Regions from separate parts of the Mus musculus genome. Here all the other regions are linked to region 1. A link is a contact called in public Hi-C, HiCAR-type and HiChIP or PLAC-seq data. All regions are on one chromosome and are shown on one strand. The core of a region is the stretch at or near the end of the contact, and the rest is flanking DNA. Distances in the headings are between cores, read along the strand shown.

The links. Hi-C and Micro-C count contacts between places; a contact is called where the count stands out from the background. HiCAR-type assays count read pairs that join an accessible place to other places. HiChIP or PLAC-seq counts read pairs in DNA pulled down with a chosen protein or histone mark.
Region 2: a HiCAR-type map of astrocytes shows a contact between it and region 1, with 5 times the contacts expected there. The contact joins the enhancer-like site here to the promoter of Smim10l1 in region 1. A contact is called at or near these places in 7 of 39 promoter capture datasets (the 3T3-L1 cell line, 3T3-L1-derived adipocytes, cranial neural crest and 3 more) and 1 of 115 datasets of contacts at active chromatin or transcription factors (astrocytes).
Region 3: a contact with region 1 is called in a Hi-C map of B cells, with 5 read pairs. The contact joins the promoter of Lrp6 here to the promoter of Smim10l1 in region 1. A contact is called at or near these places in 8 of 39 promoter capture datasets (3T3-L1-derived adipocytes, the C10 cell line, the HPC-7 cell line and 4 more) and 1 of 484 Hi-C or Micro-C datasets (B cells).
Region 4: a contact with region 1 is called in an HNF4G HiChIP or PLAC-seq map of pancreatic cancer cells. The contact joins the promoter of 4933406J09Rik here to the promoter of Smim10l1 in region 1. A contact is called at or near these places in 2 of 39 promoter capture datasets (maxillary cranial neural crest and stem cell-derived epiblast-like cells), 1 of 115 datasets of contacts at active chromatin or transcription factors (pancreatic cancer cells) and 1 of 9 other capture datasets (embryonic stem cells).

What each region holds. Positions count from the first base shown.
Region 1 is chr6:133,102,167-133,108,107 of GRCm38.p6, forward strand. Smim10l1 (small integral membrane protein 10 like 1) reads left to right here and starts at 3,073. Exons shown (of 3, transcript NM_001271583.1): 1 at 3,073-3,439; 2 at 5,698-5,816. The coding sequence starts at 3,248. The coding sequence ends at 5,775.
Region 2 is chr6:131,415,947-131,421,887 of GRCm38.p6, forward strand. No RefSeq gene overlaps it. Among named protein-coding and RNA genes, the nearest start is that of Ybx3, 30 kb to the left of the region's middle. Within about 2 kb of position 2,930, at least 75 of the 459 cell types and tissues checked have an H3K27ac peak or open chromatin away from gene starts, as enhancers often do. A contact at or near this core is called in astrocytes, where this site is marked.
Region 3 is chr6:134,563,906-134,569,846 of GRCm38.p6, forward strand. It overlaps Lrp6 (low density lipoprotein receptor-related protein 6), which reads right to left and starts at 3,008. Exons shown (of 23, transcript NM_008514.4): 1 at 2,738-3,008. The coding sequence starts at 2,792.
Region 4 is chr6:134,400,475-134,406,415 of GRCm38.p6, forward strand. It overlaps 4933406J09Rik (RIKEN cDNA 4933406J09 gene), which reads right to left and starts at 2,941. Exons shown (of 9, transcript NR_153848.1): 1 at 2,391-2,941. The region is part of intron 2 of Bcl2l14 (BCL2-like 14 (apoptosis facilitator)); the gene reads left to right.

The DNA.
Region 1 (5,941 bases), core at 1,823-4,322:
TTATTTTTCAGTTACTGTGAGACAACTGTAAGAATGTTGTTTGATACATTCCCATTATCCTCTCAGGATAGTAAAACCGAGACATTAAATATGGTATTCATGTTTTCCTCCAGGCAATGAAAGATTCAACACTTATTTTTTTAAAAATACCCCTTTGACCTTGCTGTAGTTAGGACATTAAATGAATCCCCAAATGGCTTGCAATGAATGTTTGGTATTGGATGTAGCAATAGTGAGGCTTTGAGGTGATAGGAGTAAGCAACACACTGATACTCTGTTTCTTTTTATTTATTTATTTTTAAAAACTAAAACCAAACCCTGCTCTCTTAGAACCTTTTTACAAGTAGATTTAGAAATTTATTTGCTTTTATTTCTTTCTACACAATAGTTTTGCTAGCTAACCAAGGATTTCTCTCATGCCAAGTACCATGCAATTTTCCATTGCATCATTAGTGAAGCATGACTCAAATTGCTCATCCCCAGAATGAATAAGTGACCAAAAGGGCAGAAGGATGTTACTCTTTCCAAAAATATAACAGGGTGCTAGACATTTACTATGAAGCAAATGTTATTTACAAAAAAATTGATTTTATAGTATAGTCCCATAAATTGCCTAGTGCTGTTACAGCATCTAATTACTTGCATCCACTTGAAAACGTTTTCCTTTCAAAGGATTTGACTAAACAGCTGCAGAAATTTCCACTAAATATCAAACTGTTTCTGTATATAACATAGTCATGCTATATACAAATGATTAGTATAGAGGTATTCAGACACCTCATATTTTTTTTTCCTGGTCTATGGTCTTCAATCACTAGAACCCAACCCTTTCAATCTGAATGGATTTCTTTCCTAGTGGATTTAATTAGTAAATTCTTAAATAAATAATTAGGAATATGGTTCTACACAGAACCATTGTGGCTCACCTTAAACATTCTCAAATGATTATCCAGCTAAACAAACCATTTTAAAGCAAGCTTTAGGAAGAATCAAAGTTAAGGAAACAAAAGATTGGGTAAAATCAAGAGAATTACCATCTAGAGAAATTATTTTCATCATCTGCTACATTTGATCAGTTGTTGACATGCACCTACCTGGCAGCAGGTGTGAAATAGGCTATCAAGGATCAAGTTCAAGGGATAGAAGGCAAACCACAGCCCTCTTAAGTGTCTGATTCCAATCTCTCTTGAGAAAAAAGTGGGATTGGGAGCTTTTTAAAGACTCTTCTTTATCATTTTCTACAGGAGTAAATCTTCACTATGGCCACTTAACTAGTTAGTGCATGGCTGCTATATTCCCCACTCCCTGAAAGTAAAAGGCAGTTCTTTTCATGGAATTAACAAGGGCAAGAACCAGTGGAAGCTAGGGATGGGTCAGGTGGTGTAAGCATGTGAGTTGACTGATTCTGTGCTATTTTAAGTGGGAGATCCAGGCTCTTACTAACTTACGTCAATGTTGACCAGCTCCATGGATTCCGATTTCATAATAAATTATTCCTGTGCAGAAAAACTATGTACATTGTGTTTCTGAGTTGGTCACTCATCCTAAAATACTCTTTTTTTCTCTATTCTTTGGTTAGGGGAATCGTTTCTCTACTGGTTTAGCATTGATACAATAGCAGAAAAGAAGCATAAATGGGCACTCTTCTTCAAGTTTTCCAACTTCCACAATGTCTTGTTATTTGCACCAGCCCTATATGTAGTTTGCTGAGAAACAGAAATGCTCTATGTATAAACAGATGACTTGACTACTCCATGGCATGGGAAGATTTTATTGAGGATTTAAGTGAATAGCCAGTGGCAACTGGAAGTGTTTAGAGCAAAGAGAAAAAGTAGAATAAACATGGCCAGCAGACTGGATTATGGCCAGGGCTATCTGTGAGAGAGGGGAGAATAACTGGATAGAGAATAGAGAAAGCGAGGTGAGACTAACATTGGTTACAGAAGAGTAGCTAGACTGAGGGAAGTGCCAGCAGATGGGCATCATGGCTTGGGAATACATAACTGAGTGGGGACTGAAGAAGCCTGGAGGCAAGGGATCTTGATATGACTAGACAGGGGCCAAAGGTATATGTTAACAAGAGAACCACAGTCCCTTTTGCCAGAGGTAAGGGAAATAGATGCTCCTTTAGGCAGATAGGAACACAGTACACAAGTTCTTAAAGGAATGCTGCCTTTTATCTAACCAGAAATCCTCCTGCAGTGCAAAGTGGAGTTCACTTTCGGATAGACTGTCCTTTGAAGTTTGGGAAATTGAAGTGTCCTTTCAAGCTGACACTCTCAGAGCATGGGGATTCTTCAACTATATAACACATACACGCAAGTCAGTGTCAGATATGAGAAAATCTAACAATGACATTTAAAAGTATACTGTATTCTGAAAGTCCTGCTCAGAAACTAACATACATGCATAATATGTAAATGAGGCTAAACTGGGGCATTACTGAAACAAACAAAAACAATGGAAGTGCATTACATAAATGCCAGAAATAAAATGTGAATAATGGAGACTGGTATTTCTATAGGGTACCAAAAAACATGAACATAAAAATTAGTATCTTGGTCCTTAAGAGTCTACCTTAGGTTTCTCACTAATCCAATTGCATGCAAAAAGCTGGAATCTATACCTAATCTTAACTTTCAATGGGTTTATATTAAGTAGAAACACATCTCTTTGCCTCTCTCTCCATATATATGTTCATACACATGCCCTCCACAAAAGTGGGTAATTTTTTTTTTTTTTTTTGATTTGTCACTTGCAATATAAATAGTCCTAATACACAGGTAAACGCATAACCTAATACGGTGACGTTTTCAGTTATGGTGTGTTACAAATGCAGACTCTATGCCCGTATACACTTACATAAGGTGATAGATCACTTTGTCCTACTGTCTCAGTGAATGTTACATGAATATTGAGCAGACACAGTTATTTTCCTCGACCTTTGATCCTTGCAAAATGTGTACTAAATGTTGGCTAAATTACATCAGCTCACGGAGCTCTGCCCTTTAAAGGGACAGCGGCACGGAGATCCCCTGTCCCTAGCAGTTACATAACTGCCAGCAGCCAACCTTCCTCGGGAAGCTGACAGGAAGAGGCGGAGCCCACGCCGCCCCGCGCCACCCGGAGGGAGCGGCGGCCGCTGGCAGTGGGGGCGAAAGCGGCGGCCGCTTCGTCCCGGCCACGGCTCATCTGGCTCGGGAACTGCACGGAGCTTCGGAGACCCTCGGCCTGGTGGGACAACGCCATGGGTCCCGCCGACGCCCCGTCCGCCCTAGCGCTCAGGGCAGTGGGCCCTGCGGCCGCCACCCCGTATGGTGTCTTCTGCAAGGGGCTGTCCCGCACCCTGCTCGCCTTCTTCGAGCTGGCCTGGCAGCTGCGCATGAACTTCCCGTACTTCTACATCGCGGGCTCCGTGATCCTCAACATCCGCCTGCAGGTACACATTTAGAGCCTTGTCTGCGTTGCCCCGCCACCCGGGACCGCAAGATGGCCGCTTCCCAGGTCGCCCCGCGGCACCTTCAAGAAGCGCGAGAAGAACGTGCAATCTTGCGAGAGCTGGCTTGCGCACAGGCAGTCGGCTCCCAACCTCTCCTATCAGGGATTTGGAGGTGGGAAAGCTAGCTGGGTTAAGCAAGGATGTTGTTCCAGCATCAGAGGAGCTATCCAAGGAAGTATCCAAGGAACCACTCATCTGTAAATTCCTGGCAAGTCTTAGGATATGACAAAGGGCACAAGATGCATTATGAGAAAGGAAGGCTGAGATTTTCAAGAACACAGATTTACACCAAACTTACGTTCTGAATTAATCTTTGAGAATACTGGACTGTAAGCTAGACATTGAATAAGAAGCCTGTTATGTCAAGAATGTGACTTAAAAAGCATTGCATCTCTCTTCCTCCCACAAGAGGATATATTGAATCTGGGTCAAAGTCAGACTACAGGAAAATATACTCCCCAAATATGCCAGCAAGATTTTGAAAAAAAATAGTGGGACTATGTGAAGATGTTCCTTTCAAAGAGACGTTGGTTCCAAAGGAAAGAAAGTCCAATTGCCTCACAGGAATTGACTATTCCCTGGTAGTAATGCAAATAGACCAGATGTGGCTTTCTACTTTAAAGAGAATGAGAATGCTTAATTTTAGTTACAGAGTAAAATGCAGATGTTACAAACTTTTTTTTTTTTTTTTTTTGAGGAAATACATTTGACAAGTGGAGGGACAAGAAACTAAATGGAATGGTGATGCCCTTTGTGGAGTGAGAGCGTAAAACGTGTAATTTGTGAACAGAAAGGAGATTTCGTTGATTATGGACAGCCATGTTTCTAACTGCTAAATGGAGGTGGAAACCACATGACCTAAATAGTAAATGTCCAAAGATGGAATTTTCTCAGTGACTGAAAAGGAGCTAATATCTGGTGTGTGTGTGAATGTATGCTGGAGTTTTTATCCAAGCCTGGAGTGAATTAGTAATTGTATTTTGTTTTGAAATTAAAACAAGTAATTAGAAACCCCAAGAAAAATAAAATAATAAAAAATTATTCTGTCATACCTCATGTGAATAGTACTGTACCTGTAATATAAGTTCTTACTTAACAAGAAATAGTTATGTAACATTGGAAGGCTGGAAGTTGAAAAAGATATATGTATAAAGATGCAAAGTACATCAAGATCTATTCCTGAGGACAGGAAATTTGGTTAAGTTGTAGATTTATCATATAGACTTATCTTGTGGACCTATCATTCATGAGACTCTTAAGTTTGATACCCAGCACTACAAAAATAATAATAATAAAATAAACAAAGGTCCAATATATAAAAAGCAACATAATCTATGATTAGGAAACTTAATGCAGAAACATCTAAAAGCTAAAAGTGGTTATTTCTAGAGAAAATAAATGGGGATAGGTACAGGAAAAGCGAGGCTTCGTTTGTTTTTGTTACTAATCTAACGTGATTTCTTCTAAATCATATATATGATTTTCTTCCATTAAAATCTAATTAAAATATTTTGTTTTTAAAAGCTCCCCAGGTAATTATGTCTACCACCAATCAAATGACCAAAAGTCTTGTTGGATTAAAATCTAAATCAAACACTCAGCTGTTATTGCTTGATAATATTAATATATATTAATATGGAAGTATTCTGCCTATTGTAGCTTAGAAATGATTTTCATCTCTACTTGTGATTTTTCTTACGTATAAATGTAATTGTATCCTTTCTAAACTCATGTAGATGAATATATATTGTTACAGGCTTGGCATGGAATTGTCTCTGTTATTTGTTCCTGTGAGCACATATTAAGACAGTGCATGCTGTTTTAAAATTCCCTTTGCTGGCTTTCTTTGAAAATTGCTAGTTTCCAAGCTCTTCTCAGAAAAATTTCCTGATATTCAAAGATAACTGAAGGATCCAGTGAGAGCCAGACATAGTAGCACACGGAAGTTTTTCCAGTACTCTGGAAGTTGAATTGGAACTGCCATATGTTCAAGGACAGCCTGAGCCACATGATAAAAACACTGCCCCAAAGAAACAAAAGCAAAAGAATCCATTGGTTAAGAATAAAAATTTTAGAAGGAAATAATGTGTGTCTCCTCATTAGTTTAATTCTGAAAAAGCCTGTGAACCTGAATGTCTCACTTCTGTTGTTTTATTTTTATTTTTTTCCCCGCCCCCTCTCTTTTTCTCTCTCAATAGGGTTTCTCTGGAAATTGCTGTGTATTCCAGGCTAGCTCAAGACTTATGATCTCTCTGCCATCACCTTTTGATTACTAGGTTTACTGAGCTGTGTCAGCAATAGGCTTCATATTTGCCAGGTAACATTTTAAATGTCAGAAAAGTCCCAAGGCATTTTGTCTAAGCTTCCAGTTGCTAAAATCGTTTGGCTAAATAAGTGCTCTGAAGGAAAAATTAGTAGATGTTTTATTAATAAAGAAATATA
Region 2 (5,941 bases), core at 1,680-4,179, 1.7 Mb before region 1:
TGTTCCATTTTCATACATTGCCTGAGACTAGAAGAGGGCATCAGATACTCTGGGACTGGAGTCATATAAGTTGTGAGTCTTCATGTTGGTGCTTGGAATTGAACCTGGATCCTCTGGAAGAGCAGGCAGTGGTCTTGACCACTGAGTCATCCCTCCAGCCATTAGTAAGAGGCTTTAAAACAATCTTTTGTGATTCTCCTGTATATTTTTCTTCTGGCCCTAATACCAATCATATGTTCTTAAAAAAAAAAAAGGGATGCTAAAATGAGCAGGTGAGTTATAGGTACTATAAGTATGAATTCAAAGTTTTCTAATTTTTATGTAATTCTAAATACTGTTAGAAGCTGTCAAAATTTGTAGTCTACCTTATATTTCTGTAAGTTTTATAGTGTTACCATTGTAGAAAGCAGGGGTGTGCACAAATATGCTAAATTACTTAGAATTCCAAACCAATTATCTGGGAAATTTATTTATTCATTCATTCATTCATTTCTCCAGTAGCAGGGAAGTCACCCAGAGTGCCTCATATATTCAGCAAGTGCTCTACCATTGTGTTACATGTTTAGCTCAAATCTGTAACAATGTAGGTAATGAACTTATGTGTACATATTCATGTTTGTTTATATGTATGTGCATACACATGTGTATAAAGGTCCGAATTCTATGTCGCATGTCTCTATCAATTGCTCTTTTCAATTGATGAAATTCGTTTATAGATATTTTTCACTGAATCTGGAATTCACTGCTTTAGCTAGACTGGCTGCCCCACAAGCTCCAGGCACCTCCTATCTCTTCTGTACCAGTGCTAAGATTACAGGGGTTCACTGGCACACTTCGTGTGTGTGTGTGTGTGTGTGTGTGTGTGTGTGTGTGTGTTGGAAGTTAATCTCATGTCCTTAAATTTGCATACACAGCACTTTACCACTGACTGAGCCTTCTCTCCAATCCCCTAAACCATTTTTTAAAGTCCCCCCCCCCCTTTTATCTAGCCTAACATTTTCATAGGGTGTTTGTAGCTCAGAATCTCCTTCATTGATAATTACTACTCTCAACCATTTTTAATTATACTACAGCTGTAGAGATTGTGAATAAAGGAATCAAAGATATGAGTCTGTCTCTTTTAGTCCCTGGAGGTAAAGATGTGTGAGAGGGAAGAGAGTCAGTCCCCAGAAAGAAGCAATGTTTTGCACATGACAAGAAAGGCATGGAGAGGGGATTCCAGAGGAAAAAAATACAGGTTAGGAATCCCTTATTCTAAATGCTTGAGACTAGAACTATTTTAAGTTCTTAAATTTTTCTTAAGTAAACTTCTTATGTAAATTTACATGTATATAAAAAGAGGCCCAGTAGGGAAGAGATCCAAGTCTAAACATGAAATTCATTTCTGTTTCACACATACATTACACACATTGCCTGGAGGTAATTATACATTATATTTTTATTGCATCTATGTTTTGAGTGTGACTCATCCCATGAGGTCAGGCATGGAATATTCCACTCATGGTGTCAGGTTGATACTCACAAAAGCTTTGACTTTAGAACATTTCACATTTCAGGTGTTTTACTTTTTGGAGGGGGATCGGGTTTCACTCTGCAGTGCAGGCTGATCTTGAACTCATTGATATCCTTCTGTCTTAGTCTTTGGAGTTCTGGGACTAGAAGCAGGAGCTGTCACTTCTGGTTCTGGTTATGTGTAATATGGTTGGATCATGAGGGTCTGTGTTTTATTTTCATTTCTGTTGCTATGATAAGACATTTGATAAAAGGAAGCAGAGGAGAGAGAGGAGTTTGTTTTTGCTCACAGTTGCAGGTTATAGTCCATCAATGCAAGGAATTCACAGAGGTGCAAGTTTTGAAATAGCTAGGCACATCCACAGTCAAAAACGGAGAAAACAAATACATCCATACCTCCAGCTCAACTCCCTTTCTCTGCTTCTATTCAGTCCAGGAACCAACCCTACAGAGTGGTGTAACTAACTTTTAGACTTGGTCTTCCCACATCAATTAACATATCCATGACAATTCCCTAAGGATTGACCACACAGGCACACCTGTTCTAGATTATCCTTCACTTTCCCAACCAGCTGACTCTAGGCTGTGCCCAGGTAACAGTTAAAATAAGCCATTACAGCATGTATAAAAAATTATAATAACTTCAGGTGCTTTTCTGATATTTTATTTCAACCTTCTGTATCAAAGAAGCGTTTTTATCTTTGTATACTTTAAAACACCTCATACTTACTTTAAATGCCATTTTTTTCTCTTTTAACTCAGTTTGGATGAAATTCTGTTGTTTCTCTTTTAAGATAAGAGCCAGTATGGGGTGGCACCATTATTTCATGGTGCCAAGGGTTGAACCCAGAGACAAATACCTGTTAGGTAAGTGTTCTGTTGTGGAGCCACACTCCCAGCTCCTCATGGGTGGTTTAAGCTACAAGGGACAGATCTGAGTGACCCTGATATAAAACCCAAAGTGGGCATTGCTACAGCTGTCTAGTGTCATTTTGTAGTGACTAGAAGATGATTTATATTAGCCTGTTCTAAAAAGGAGTCAGCTTGATGGTGCTCCCTTGACGGTGCTCCCTTTCTCTTATCAAGAAAACAGTGAAAGCACCATTTCTTGTACTAGTGAGTATATAGAGGAAGGAAGGGCCCTTCGGGTTAGTTCTCTTCACAGGTGTCAGCTTGCTGTAGGATCCTGGGCATTCAGCTAAGGCTGGAATTCTACCTCCATTGTTTACTTTCAATAACTTGGTATTTTAGTAGCTTATCTTCCCCCTCCCAGTTGTCTCACTTTCTTTCGAATCAGTAAGGGATTGATTGGTAAAGCCTGCTTTGTGTGGCAAAGGACCTAGATCATAGCTGAACCTCCTCTGGGAGTCATTGGTCCCACTCTCAGGCTTTGTGTGTGGCCTTTGTTCTACTGGCCCCAGCAGCCTGGTGACTTCATAAAAACAGGGAAGGGAGAGCTGTAAACATTAGCTTCTGAAGAAGACAGTTTCTGAGAATCTAAACTTGCCATTTATTTTTACTCAGTGTTATTGCCACCCAGTGGATTTGTTGGGTAATGAAACTAAGGCTGAGAAATCAAAAGTGGAATGAAGCCAAGCAAAGTGCATTCCAGTCTTTATGAGTCCCCTCTTCCAGCACTGGGAGAGTGAACCCAAGTTGTTTTGCTGGGGCTTGAGTGAGATCATTACATAATACACTTTCATCCCTTCCTCTTCAGTTTCACATGTAAAAAGCAAGTTCTAGGTAATTTGAATTTTAAGCCTGGACAGCAGTGAATGTAGGAAGAGAACCTAAGATCTCCTGATGTCTAATCAAATATTCTTCCCTTTAACATGGTTGGATAACAAATACTATTAGGGCAAAGAATTGATTATTTTCTCAATACTATCTCATAAACAACTCTTTTATAATACAAAAGTGATAATTATAAGTAATTGATCACTTAGAAATCTGCCTTATAGCATCGTATCTAATGTGGTGCTGCCCTTTTGTTGTTGTTGTTGTTGTTGTTTTTTCCGAGACACGGTTTCTCTGTATAGCCCTGGTTGTCCTGGAACTCACTTTGTAGACCAGGCTGACCTCAAACTCAGAAATCTGCCTGCCTCTGCCTCCAGAGTGCTGGGATTAAAGGCATGCGCCACCACGCCCGGCAGGTTCTGCCCTTTTATGGTTGATTTCCTTGGAATTGTTCTTCACCTTTTAGAAGCATTTTCTGTTGCTCTCTTTTTATGGATGTGCTGCCCATGGTCACACTCTAAGGACCAGGCTCCATTTACTCAAGCCTCCTTGAGAACTTCCTGTTTCTGTCTACTTCCAAAGACACTCCTCAGCCTCAGAGAAGCTCTGTACATGCTATTACCTCTATGTTCCACTACGTCCTGTCTGCTTCTGAGCCTGTGGGTTGTAGTGGTTCATCTTCCTCTTTTGAGGTATTAGGGAGTTCTTTCAGCATTTTACTAGTTCTTTAGCCAGGTGATCAACTCAGAAAAGTGCCCCGTCTCATCGTCTCATCATCTCATCTTATGTTGAAGAGCACTTGAATTGTCAGCATGCATTCAGTCACTATGCATTTATTAACCCATTGTGGGTATCCCTTCCCTTCCTTTCCACTTTCAAGCACCTTTCTTTCTTTTATCAAGGTGGTTGAGATGCAGAGAGGAGGGCAGATTAATTTTAGAATATTTAAGTCTCATGGAAAAATTCTGTTCGGATTCATGACTTGATAGAACAACCTAGAGAGAATTGACAGTTTAGAATCATCTTCCCAGCCTTAAACTTGAGTTACTGCTCTTTGTCCTACCTCCATTAACTCTCAAAAATGTTCTGATTTTCTTTTAGAGATCTGACATTGATGTTTTGTAAAAAGCTTTTTTTTTAAACTTCCCTTTTCTACTGGTCATTGCTGTTCAAACTACAAGTATTTACATGCTAGTTATTTTAAACTTTAGTCAACTTTTACCTGTACAACTTATTCATTGATTTAAATACTGTCCCTTGGTTTTGCTTGGATTCTCAAAGACAGTCATAATGACTGACCTTTGCCCATTTAATAGTTATGCTTTCTGTGTACTTTCCCATTCTTTCTTTTCTATTTCTGGTTTTTAGTGAACTCATTCCCTCCTGTGTAGGCTTTGTTTTCCTTGACTTACCATGAGTGAGTGTGTGTGAGACCGTGAATGTGTGTCTGTGTGTGAGTGTGTATGCATGGCTATGTGTCTCTGTGTGTGTGAGTATGTGTGTATTTTGTGGAGGTTGATGTTTGTGTTTTTGTGGTGGGTGTGGAAGCAGGGCTAACCTGTTGGATCGTTTTGCATTCCTTCTCTAAGCAGTCATCTTAATGAGGGCCCTAGACTCCCCAGTCTTCCCTGTTTGCCCTAATTATAGGTTAGGAGAGTCTAAAGACTAACCTCAGCCTTTATCAGATGTTTTACCTGGTTGCTCTCTCAGAGGAGATATGCCCTCTCAAGGAAGTACTCCAAATCCCTACATTTTGAAGGGACAGAGGCAGTTCTAGTTTTCTGTTCTTTCTTCTTTTTTTAAAGTTTAAGTTTTTATTTATTCTTCTTTCATACATCACAACCGCAACTTCCCCTTCCTCCACTCTTTCCAGCCCTGCCCCCCCCCCCCCCAATGCTCCAATCCTAGACTCACTCCTTCCACTCCAGTCTCTCCCCATCCCCTGAAAAGAGCAGGGCTCCTAGTGATATCAACCGAACTGGCACAAGATACAGTAAGATCAGGCACACAACCCTTACATTAAGGCTAGACAAGTTAACCTAGTAGGAGGAAAAGGGTCTCAAAAGCAAGCAAGAGTGTCAGATACCCCAATGCCCATTGTTAGGAGCACCCTCTCCCCTGAAAGGAAAAACAAAACAAAAGAAACAAACAAAAACCAAACCAACAAGAAGCTAAAAACAACAAATATGCACAGGACCTCGCCCCGACCCCTACAGGCTCAGCTACTGTTGCTTTAGTGTCTGAGTTTTAAGACCTATTTAGTTGGCTCCGCGGCCTTCATTCTCCTGGAATCCTCTACCCCTCTTCTTCATGGGAAGGTTCTCAAGCTTTCAATGGGGGGCAGATTGAACGGAGATCTCCAACCTGGGCTCTTTCTTGGCCTTAGTTTTGGCTGTGGGTCTCTATATCTGTTGTCAACAGCTACTTGATACAGCCTTCTCGAGTATAACATTATATAGCATTAGGTATTTCATTGATTTTCCCCACTAATCCAGACATTTTTGTCTACCCTAGGTCTCTGGGCTCTCCAGCCTCCTATTCCTAGCCATCCAGGCAGCATTGGGAGTGGTGTCCCCCTTGTGGCTTGGGCCTCAAATTACACCAGTCATTGGTTGGCCACTCCCACAAATTCTGAACCACCATTGCCCTACACATCTTGCAGGCAAGGAAGAGTGAAGTTTTTGCTCCTTGG
Region 3 (5,941 bases), core at 1,758-4,257, 1.5 Mb after region 1:
TTATAAAACTGTGTGTGGCTCTTTCCAAAAATATTTCATCTAGAAAATCAGAGATAATGTTTTTCCTATTGGTACCTGACTAGACCTAACCTAAGCTGTGGGGTCTGAAAGAGCAAAGCCCTGTCTGCCTTACTCCAGCCGCCCTGAGGAACTGAGATTCACACAGGAGCTACTCCAGGCACACTGGCCAGAGAACGGAGAAAAGCCCTGCTCTACAATGAACTAGCTGACAGAGAGTGCCCCAACTTTTTTTTTGTGCCCCAACTTCTTACAAATGACAACAATATCATCTACTTTAAGCACTCTTGAATCTTAAACAAATTAAATCTCTAATCACCAACAATTGAGGACACATCCATAAATAATAAAAAAAAATTTTCACATATAAAAATAACACTATTTATAGCCATATATGGGGAGGCATGCCTGTGACCCCCACACTCAGGAGGTTGGGAAAGGAGAAGAGTTGAGTTGCACTTGGAGGTCAGCCTGGGCAGCATAGAAAGATCCTGTCTTTAAAACTTTTTAATTAATATTTGGAAAGCACTCCTATGTTACTTCATTAAACACACCTAATAACCCTTGCAAATCAGCCAGACAGGTATTATTACCCATGTTTTATAGATAAGCTGAGACAGAGAGAACCAGAAGCAGAAATAATGAAGATCTAGCTTTAAACTCAAGTCTATGGTGCTAAAATCCTCAACTTTCAAGTTTTTCCCAATATTCTTTGTCACTTGGTAACTAGGACAGGGTGCAGCCTAGCGATGGCAGTATTAAATGACCTTCAACTGCTGGTGAGTAAACAAGGCTATAAGGTACAAAGTCCCAAAGTCACACATCATCACAAACCCAAAGTAAAAGTACCACCTCTTCTGGGAACTACAAGTAATTAAATCACACTTTGCTCCTGGGAAACCAAGGGTGACTGTCACTTATAACAGAGGCTAACAGTGCCAAGAAGTGAAGAAACTTTAAATTAGGAATCGTTTACACCAAAAAGACAGTTTCAGTTGGAATGATATATGCTCACAATTAAATAATGCTAAACAGAAAAACAAAGACCTCCTTAGCATTATTGTATTACATTTAAATAAGCTCCACTTCGGACAGTTACCTCTTCTTGATCTTGTTACACACAATATCATGCTTCACCATCTCTAAACCAAACTCATGCATGAATCTACTCAACTCTAGGCTCAAACCTGTTATCAAAATAAACAAACAGTCCTATGTCCCCTCTAAGAATGGCAGCTGGACTTTCAGGCGCTAAAGCCATCAGAAGTCACAGATTTAGACTTTCCCAACTCTAAATCAATCCACTAGTTCTACATTTTAACTCTTATGAACTTGTCAATCATATTCACATGTTAATAACAACTTTCTCACAGCTACAGCAAAATCTTTCAATGTAGAGTTTACTATAACAAAATAAACACTTGATTATTAAATCTCTTGAGTAATAACATTGAGTTCTCTGCCATGGAAATTAAAACAGCAATTATCTTTCTGGTATTTGCAAAAAGGACTAGACAATTCGGGATACGCTTATTTTTAGAAAATGGTGGGGGGGTTTTAAGGCAAATAGTCTTATTCAAATACACACATGCATAGATGATAGGCTGTCCCATTTACATCATAAGATTGTTAGTTACTATCCTACTTTGCAAACTTCCATACTTCTGACGGACTTAAACGTTGAGCTTGTTAAATTAATAACTAAGAATCCCAGAGAGGTCCCATTAACTGGCACAGGTAAGTTAACAAAAGCGAACAACAAGATACGGCGTCAAACAGCACCTCAATTCTTGCACAGGCAACACTCTCCATGGCACCAGCCCCCATCGCTCATCAACTGAAGACCAGTCGACAAGGTTTCCATTGCAAACTGTCACACAACAAAAAGTCAGGACGTACGTCTCAGCCTCACAGTCCAAATTCAAAACACCACAGAGCCACTACGTTTAAGCGATTCCCATAGCAAATTACCCAGGGCATTCTCTGTTATTTACTAAAGTGCCAAGCAGTTCCCAGGGGTGCCCAGCAAATGATAATTTAGTTCCCAGGATAGGCTCCTCGCCACACAAGGATGACTTCCCTACTTGGTGCCAACTGTACACTTGCACACTCCGCAAACAGGGGGCGAGTCCTGAATACCAGGGGTTACGAGGGCAACGTTTGTGTTTTTATTATGGGCTCAGATGATCCCGAATGCTGAAAAGCGCGACCTATCACCCTAGAGTCAATTTCCAACTGTGCTCTCACCCAGGACCATTCTATCCCCGCGGAAGACAATTATTAGTTGTAACAAGGCCTAGAGAGGGGAGAAGGAAAAAAAAAATAGTGGGGTTTAAAGAAGAAGAAAAAAGTTCACCTAAGAGACACGGGAAAGGTGAGCTCAGGCTTCGAGGGAGAGGGAGGTCAACACCAATGGTGCTGAAAGCGCAACTACAAAAGCCCCTTTCTGCCCCGAGTGCAGGCGAGCCGGGCACCGTCAGTCATTCCGATGGAGTGCGGGGGGCCAGGGGTCCCCCCGAGGCCCGCAGCTTTGTCCGGCGGCGCCGCGGGGCCGGCCAGGGGTGTGCGCGGCGGCCGGGCGCGGCCCCCGACCGCGGGCCCCTTCCTCGCGCGGCTCCCCAGCGCCAGGCCTCTGTCCCCGCCGCTGTCCCCGCCACCTCCCCTCCCCCTCCCGGGACCCCGGCAACTTTTCCCCCGGCCTCGCCTCGCTTCGCCTCACCTCTCAGCAGCACGCAGAAGCTGCAGGCCAGGAGGCTCCTCAGCACGGCCCCCATCTTCCCCCCACCACCGCGCGCGCTCGCGGCCCTCACCGGCGCCCGGCGGCCAGGGGACGCGCGGGCGAGGAGCCGGGGCGGCCGCCGCAGCGGCGGGTCTGCACGCTCATGCTTTCCGCGGCCGCGAGAAGAAAGAAAAGGGCGCACGTCAGGGCTCTAGCGCGCCGCTCCGGCCCGGGCTCGCGCGACGCCAGCGCCTGCCCCCATGCCGCCGCCTCCTCCCGCGGCGCCCCACGTCCCCCGCGCGGCGCCTCATTCAGCCTCTTCCTCTCGCAGCGGCGCAGGGATCCGCCGCGGGGCCGCCGCCGTCTCCCTGCGCGCCCGACTCCCCCCACCCCCGTCCTCAGCGCGCCGCGGCCGGACCCCGGGAGCCGCGACCGCCGCGCGCGCCGACTCCCCGGAGAGCCCCCGCGGGTTGAGCCTCGCGAGCCCCCGCACGCTGCGGGGATAAGGTCTTCCCGAGGCGCATTCCGATGGGATTCTTTCCCCGGGCGGCGGAGGGCGTGAGGCGACGTCGGCCGACACTGGGGCCGGCGTGGTCGGGACTACTTTCTGCGTCCCGGCCCGTCGCCGCCCGCGCCGCTCTTTGTGCGCCCGGCCGCCGAGCCAGGTGGAGCTGCGGACCCCGGGGCTGCCCCGGGACGTAGGAAAATCAAAGTGCCATTGCGGCTTACGCTTTCCCGAAGCGGCGGGCCAGGGGAACGGTGTGCAGAAGCCAACGCGGAGCACATCGCTAGTGGACTGGGTTGAGAATCCTCATCATAGGAAGTAAAATAAACCAGACTCGGACTTTAAAAAAAAAAAAAAGTATGTTTTTCTCCTAGTGTGGAGCCTGCTTTACATATACACATAAAGTCACACACATGGGGAAAAGACAAAGATTGTGGGATTGTATACACATAAGTAAACCTTACTCAGACAAGTTTCCCTCATATGTGGATCTAGGGGTGTGTGTGTGTGTGTGTGTGTGTGTGTGTAGAAATGCCTTTATATATGAGTTAACACATAGATGATAAGAAAATAAAAGTATGACTATCTGGGAAAAAGAGTGAAGCTAATGTTGGGGGAAGAGGCACACACATGTTAAAAGAAAATTATGTGCTTGAATCTTATCCATCATTACATACAATAAATATAAACTAAGAAAAAAATTAAAGAAAAAAAACAATAGTTTTTTGTTTGTTTGTTTATTGCCTTCCAAGAAATACAGACCTTTTTTTGTGAACTAAGCTGACAAGGACTAAAGCTTTCTAAACTGAGAGAGAAAATCCTTAGTAGCTAACAGCAAAGAGAAAATAAAACATGTCTTTTCAGGGGGAGGGGTTACAGGTCTGAGAGAAAAAAAGGAGCCCCCAAAACAACCTCTACCACTACATGTGCAGTGGGCATTTCCAAGTAATAGCCCAAATGCCCTCTGCAGTCAACTGGCCAGCTTCAGCCTAGGCCAGCCAGCTCCAAACGTTAACCATCAGCTGTGTCCTGTCCAGCCATCACACACCCTTTCTGCAGGCGAATGGGCAAAGGGCTCACCTAGGGCTTGCAAGCAATTTATCAGATGGGCCACTCAGAACTAACCTGAGATGAGACTGGCTTTGCTGTGATTCTCTTGGCACACATGAAGAATTTGAGACACTCGGTGACTTATCCAAGGCCACTCAAGTCCTGAGTAACAGAACCTGAAGCAACCAACTTGGAGGATTGTACAGGAGTGTTAGGAAATGTTTTCAGGTAGGCTGGTGAGGGAGCGCGGTGGGTAAAGGCACTTACCTCTAAGCCTGACAGCCTAAGTTCAATCCCTAGGGCCCACAATGTGGAAGGAGAGACCTTACTCCTTCCAGCTGTCTCTGACCTCCATTTATATGATATATGCCGTGGGACTCACCCTCTCCAGGACACACACACTTTTTTGTAAACAACAACAAAATTTGCATGCTTAAAAGTAGTGAAGATGGAGAACAGAAGGGGATCTGGCATGGTGGCAGGCTTTCATGTGCAAGACCCTAGATCGCTCTTGTACTGTGGGAAGAAACTGAAAATTTCAATTTTGCTGATGTAACTTGTGTGCATATGTGTGCACAGACCTATTGTATACTTGAGCAAAGACCAGAACTGATAATGCAAAAGTAGGTATCAGGATAGAGGTGCACTTTTCTTCCCTGTCCTTTAATAGACTGTGTTTTTATTTCCTAAAGATACTGGAGTGAACCTCTGTAATAGAAGCCTAGCAACAATGCTATTCTCATTGTAGAACAGATTTGTCACTCAGCCATTTAATTGCACATTAGACACGGTCCCTGGGCTAAGTGTTGGTGATTTAACAATGAGAATAACCATAGCCCTCACACTCAAGCTAACACCCTGATTTGGAAACACACATGAGTTAAAAATGTTATACTTGCTAGATGGAGACACTCTTGAGTTTGCCTAGATAGTTCAAAGAATGAGAAAATACCTGGAGAACCCTGGCTTGAAATGTCCCTCGAGAGTCTGCTTAGCTGACCAGGCCAATGAAGCATCCCAGGCAGAAAAAGGATGGGTGAGAAGGCACGGGGCTAACTAGAGCACTTGGCATGCTGGGGATTTGAAAGTAGCTCCACCTTGCTAAACCATGGGGCTTTTGGAGAATGTCAAGAAACGAGGGTGGACCATTACATAGGAATTGTGTTTATTACTAGAGAAGGTATTTATTTGTTTATTCATTCATTCATTCCTTTGCGGGTGTTGAGGCAGAGTTTCGTGTAACCCAGGATGATGTTCAACTCTCTGTATAGTCAAGGATGACCGTGAGTTTCTGATCCTCCTGCCTCCACCTTCCAAATGTTTGGATGACGAGACAGTGTCACTACTCCCAGCTTAATAAAAAAAAAAAATGGTGTAAGCCAAGCTAAGTTTAGAGGGTATTCAGAAATTTTGCATATGATAGCGAACTCTGAAAAAGGGTCAGTCCACAACAGGCCTGAGGGGTGAAGAGGTGGAATTTAAAGGAAACAAGACATCAAAACAGTAGGACTTGTAAAGAGAGAGGTGCTGAGGGGGACTTCAGGTCTCTAAGTGAAACAGGAGTCTCTTATACCAAGAAAAGACAAGCCCAGGAAACCATTTCAAGCAGGTGTGTAACACAGGCTAGTAGTGTTAGCACTTGTGAGGTA
Region 4 (5,941 bases), core at 1,691-4,190, 1.3 Mb after region 1:
GGTGAATTTAAGTTGGTGCTGAGAATCTAGTCATGCGTTAAGTTACAAATGATTGGTTGCTAGTGGGCAATCTCTAGTTACAAGAGGGCTATCACAGGGAGTCATCCACAGTCATAAACCTTCCCAGAAAGACAGGAGAAATCCCAAGGCTAGAACTGACAGCATTCTTGCAAACAGTTTCCAAACAGCATTCTTTGTCTGGAAGGTAAAGACGAAGAAATGTGTGTCCTCAGTGTAAACTTCCCTGTCCACCAAAGGCAATCGCACAGGCTCTGAGACATTCTGCACTCTCTTGGCCTAACTGCAAGCATCACACTCTTAGCGGCACAGGGAAGTTAACCGACTTGTCCAGGCTCCTAGAGAGTCTAAAGAGAGAGCTGAAGTTGATTTCAGGCAGTCTGGCTACTTGCTTTATTTCTTCAGTGGAAAGGCACAAGAGTCAGTCTGGGAAGCAGGCATTTTGACCCGTGCCTGGAATGCCAGAGGCTGAGGCAACAAGACTGCAGTGAGTTCTAGATCAGTCTGAGCCTCCCCAGCAAGTACCAGGATGTTCAGAACTACACAGAAAGGCCTAGTCTGAAGAATAAGAGTCAACCCAGAGCTGTAACTTGCTGGATTGAACATAATGCTACAAAGTTGTAAGAACAGGGCTGAGCACAGCTTTGCTGGTGTGGTTTTTCCCTCCAAGGGCACTGCATGCCAGGATGTCTTTTGCACTCCTATTAACTCAGCCTAAGACTATATCACTTGCTTTAATTTTTAAATTATATTTATTTACTGGGGGGAAGGGGCTCGCATCACAGCAGCACCTGTGTGAAGATCAAAGGACAACTTCAAGTTGGTCCTCTCCTTCTACCCTGTGAATCTCAGGGACCAAGCTCAGGTCATCAGGTTTGGCTACAATTGCCTTAAACCACGGAGCCATCTCGTTGGCCCACCATCACATTTTGGGAAGCTATCTCACACTTTTTCAAATGAAGCAGACACTCATCCATAAGGCATTTTGACATGAGTTCTTCTTAAGTGAGGTTTCTCTTATTCTTTTTGCGTACAACTGATTAGTTAATCCTAAGTATTCCAAATCTTAGCACATGCTTGTCCCTACAATAATTTGGGGACCCCACATATTACCTACTTTATTCTTCCCAGAGTAATGATCATATGTCAACAACAGCTGGCAGTTTCTGAAACACCAGCTTTGTACCCCGACACCTGACAAGTGCTTCCCACGAAAACCTTGGTCATTTGGTCTTTACACAAAGTCAGATCTTTCTGTCTTCTCTTAATAAACTAGGAAACAGAGGCTAGTGTGGTTAAGGGAACTGTTCGTAAGCTATTTAGAGAGTTAGAAGTATGGCTCAGTGGCAACCATGAGTCTGTACAGACTTCAGTTTGGATGCCCAGAAAAACCTCGGCATGGTGGCCCACATCTGTAACCCAGCGCGGGGGACAGAAGCATGCAGAACTCAGGGGCTTGCTGGATGGCTAACTGAGGCAGCAAGCCCCAGGTTCAATGAGAGACTACAATAAAGTGGAAAAACAATGAGGAAGAGAGAGGAAAGAGAAAGGGGGAGCGAGGGAGGGAAGAAGGGAGGGGGAAGAAGATGGAGAAAGGGAGAGCATCCAGTTGGGAAATGACAGACCCAAGGCTCACATCTAGAACTCTCACCTGACTCTGTGGTCCATATCCCTCCCCAAACTCCTCTTCCCATCATCTGTGAATTCATCACTACCCAAGTCAATCATAAAAAAAATGTCAAACAGATTCGAGGACAGTGCTCAAAGGTGAATTTCAAACCTCCCACTGTATATTTGCTGGTTATTCACAGTCAGGGGTGAGGCATTTTTCACAGAATGTTGGACTTGTTGCCCACACTCAGACACCCAAGCCAGTGCAAGCCAATGGTTCTTATTCCACACCTGCACACATCACACTCTGGGTAGCAATGAGAAGCCACCCGAGGAGTTTTACATCTATACCTGTTTTGTCATTGTCCAACTCATCCCCGTGCACATCCTGAGACCTTTGACCCCTAGTTATAGAACATGCATTGCAAATGTTCTTCCCTAACTCTGGGATTTTGTTCTCTGGGTGGTGTAAGAGTTGAACTCAGTGTCTCAGATACACTAGGCAGGCACTCTGCCGCTGAGCTAGCCCCAGCCCTCCTCACAGAACACACGAAACTCACTCATCCTCCATATAACTATCCTCTAATAACTCAGTTGTTTAGTGTGAGGCTTCTGAACTGCCAACTCCCCAACACTGTGAAGGTCAGCCCGCTCCTCCAACACCTCTCGACAGTAACCCATTCTTGGTTTATTTTCTATGGCTGCGATAAAGCCGGCATGACCAAGAGCAGCCTAGAGAAGAAAGGGTTAATTTGACTTACCATGACCTGATCGCTGAGGAAAGCCAAGGAAGGGATCTGGAGGCAGAAACTGAAGCGGAGACCTGAGAAACTGCCTTGTTCCCCACACCTTGCTCAGCTGGCTCTTTTCTGTAACAGAGGATCGCCTCTCCAGCTTGTCATGCGGCTTGTTCACATCTTCACAGATCAGGAAACAGAAAGCTCCTGTAGGAAATAGAGGCCCAAGGCCCGACCTGAATCCTTCTAAGGATTTCTTAACCTTCGAAAAACAGCGCCACCTACTGGGCACGAATGTTCAAGCACATGAGCCACGGAGGACACCAAACTTCACCTCCTTCGCATCCCTCATCCAGTCAGAGGCACAATGAGTAACAGAAATGACTCCAATGCATCCAAATGTGCCTCAGGCAACCAAGCCTATAGTCCAAGGTGAAGATTCGGTGGGGCTGAAAGCCAAAGAACTTAAATGATTTAACTAAGGGTTAAATTAATTTAAAGTAAAATCATATGTTGTAAAGAACTGGTGTCAGATTGGTCCCTTCAACATTCCACCGTGGATAGGGGAGGCTCCTGAGGCGTCCACCCACCCCACCCCACCCTGCCAAGGAGCTAGTGGCAGTTAACAGTTGCTGGGGTGAGGGTGCCATTTCTTCAGTGGTGTAGCCACTGGTAAGTTGCCCCTGCTTTAATTAAATGACCCACCCCATAGCCATGATCACACAAGCAGCCCTCGTGGGGCTAAAAAAGGCATGGGAAGAAGAAAGTCAATACAAGCGTGAGGGAGAACGGTAATAGGGTAAGACTATGACCACAATATGTTGTACACTCGTGTGAAAGTGTAAAAATAAATGTATTTGGCTTGACTGACACATTAAAAAGAGCTTATTTCAAATGCCTTCTGTAACACCGAACCGAAACCAATACAATATTCTCTCCGGTTTGAAGGAGACCTTCTAACACTAAGCATTTATAGTCAGATAAGGACTGCTGAGATGATGTACAAACAGGACAAACTGGAAAAGCTGCTCTCTGCAGGACAACAAAGGAACGCATTCTGCAGGAACCGGTTCTCGTTTTCATGGGAGGTATTGTGTTTACATTACCCTCATTTTCTACACATTAACTTGCATCTCCATAGACTTGCAATGTGGACGAATCTAGAGCACGCAAGGGTCAGGCCTCTAGGAACCAGACGGTTTCCAAACTCCCAACCACCCACTGAGGAGATATCACCAGGCTTTTACCTGTTTCAGACAGTGTAGTATTTTTCTGCTCCAGAGTCAAGTGGCAATGATCCTGGTTCTAGATAAGAAGACAAAGAGTTAATCAAAGACATCTAAATAGTGACAGGAAAGATAGTCAGGGTCTGGGCTCTATAGACAGACAGCCTGGGCTCTCTTCAACCTCAGCTTAGCCGCATATGTCACCTTAAGCAATTCGGTGCCTCGGTTTTCTTATCTGTAAGTTGGGCATAACTATAAACACTCTCTACACAGCTGAGTTTTAAGAAGAAGGAGAAGAAGAAGAAGAAGAAGAAGAAGAAGAAGGAGGAGGAGGAGGAGGAGGAGGAGGAGGAGGAGGAGGAGGAGGAGGAGAAGAAGAAGAAGAAGAAGAAGAAGAAGAAGAAGAAGAAGAAGAAGAAGAAGAAGAAGAAGAAGAAGAAGTGACTCCAAAAAATCCCAGCTATTGTAATGACACCTCTCTGCAGCCCGAGACTATGAAAACATGCTTCTGTTTATTTTTAAAGTTGATGACCGACTAGGTCGAGAAGTCTCTCTTGATGACCATAAATTCGACAAGATGGATGTTCGCTTTCTCCAAGTTTCTCATTGCCTCTCCTAGAGTAGACACAGACTCATTGTCAGTCAGGTGTAGACCAACATTTGCCCTCATGGCTTCCGGTAGAGGAAGAGGTGATATTAGCGTCAAGTCTGAGATGTTCTTAATTGTGGAGTCCTCAAAGGAAGTTGGGGATAGCTAAATCCACCACAATTCTATCCCGCCTCTGTGCCTGGACGACCCTGATGGAAGTTCAATGCTTCTGGCTCTGGCCTTGCCTCTTACTGCACCAGCAACACCATCACTGCTCAGCCTCAAACACAATTTTGGATTTACTGACAAGTATGGGGGTGGGGAGGCATCCCTCCCACATTCTCTTTCTGGGTTCTTCCATACTAAAAGATATAACTAACCAAAGAAAAATTAGTTTCGAGAAACATGCACTACACAGATTCCAGGAGAATTGAGTAGTGAAAAACCCTGTGTCTGAGCCAGATTTGGGGATGCGCATCAGGAAACGGAAGCAGGAAGATCACAAGTTCAAAGCCAGTGGAGCTACATAGCAAGACCTCATCACAAAAAACTAAAAGGAACTGGTTGTGGTGGCACACACCTTTGATCCCAGCACTTGAGAGGCAGGGGCAGCTGGATCTCTGTGAGTTTGAGGTCAGCCTGGTCTACAGAATGAGTTCCAGGTCAGCCAAAGCTACATTCACAGAGAAACCCTATTTAAAAAAACAAAAAAACAAAAAACAAAAAACAAAAAGATAAATAAGTAAATAAAAAGAAGAAAAGAAAAAGGAAAAACAACATAAACCCACAAGAGTCAAGAGTTTACATCACATCTTAACAACAAAAATAAAACCTATCAATTTGGAGGAACGTAGCAAGCAAAGGAGAAGGTTCTAGAATTTCAAGGGCAGCTGACTGTGGAAAAGCAGTGAAGTAAGAGCAGAGTGCACGTCAGCAGGGCCTGGTGCTGTCCTACCTAGACTGGTAACGACCAGTCTAGATCAGGTCCCAGTGAGAACCTTCCTGCCCTTCCTCACAGAGCGGGGAGGGAGAAGAATCTACCTGTGCCTGTTTTGTCAACTCAAAATGCCCTGTCATAGTGAAGTGCTGTGGGGTGGCATCTCCTAAGCCCTTCAGGGACAGCAGTATAAAACCTGGAACAAAACCTGGACTCATTACCAAGATGACAGGAAGAATGGAACCACAATGATATAAAGATATTTGCTATGGAATGAATGAATGAATGAATGAATGAATTCTCATAAGCATCTTTATTTTATGTGTCCTTTTTAGGTTGTACATGTTTTCTACTGCAGTATGTATACTATTAGGACTGAGAGGAAAGTAGTTTTCATATCAGGTTAATACAAAAAACGTGTTGAGTCTGTCACCGTGGTGTGCCAGCTTCTTAGGCGCAGGAGACCCGAGTGTGTCTGTAGACAGACCTTGTCTTTGCTGAGCTCGCCTCCTTGTCTCTTAGTTTCCAACACCTTTTGCTTTGTGGAACTGTTCTTCTTTTGTGACAAAGTCTCATGTTGCCCAGAGTCCTCAGACTCACTACCTAAGGAAATTTGTTTTGTTTTGTTTTGCTTTGGTTTTTTGAGACAAGGTTTCTCTGTGTGGCCCTGGATGTCCTAGAACTCAGTCTGTAGAGCGGTCTGGCCTCGAACTAACAGAGATCTGCCTGCCTCTGCCTCTTGAGTACTGGGATTAAAGGTGTGTGCCACTACTGCCCTGCCCATTAGGGAGAAAACTCATTCCTCATACTTCTTTAATAGCCT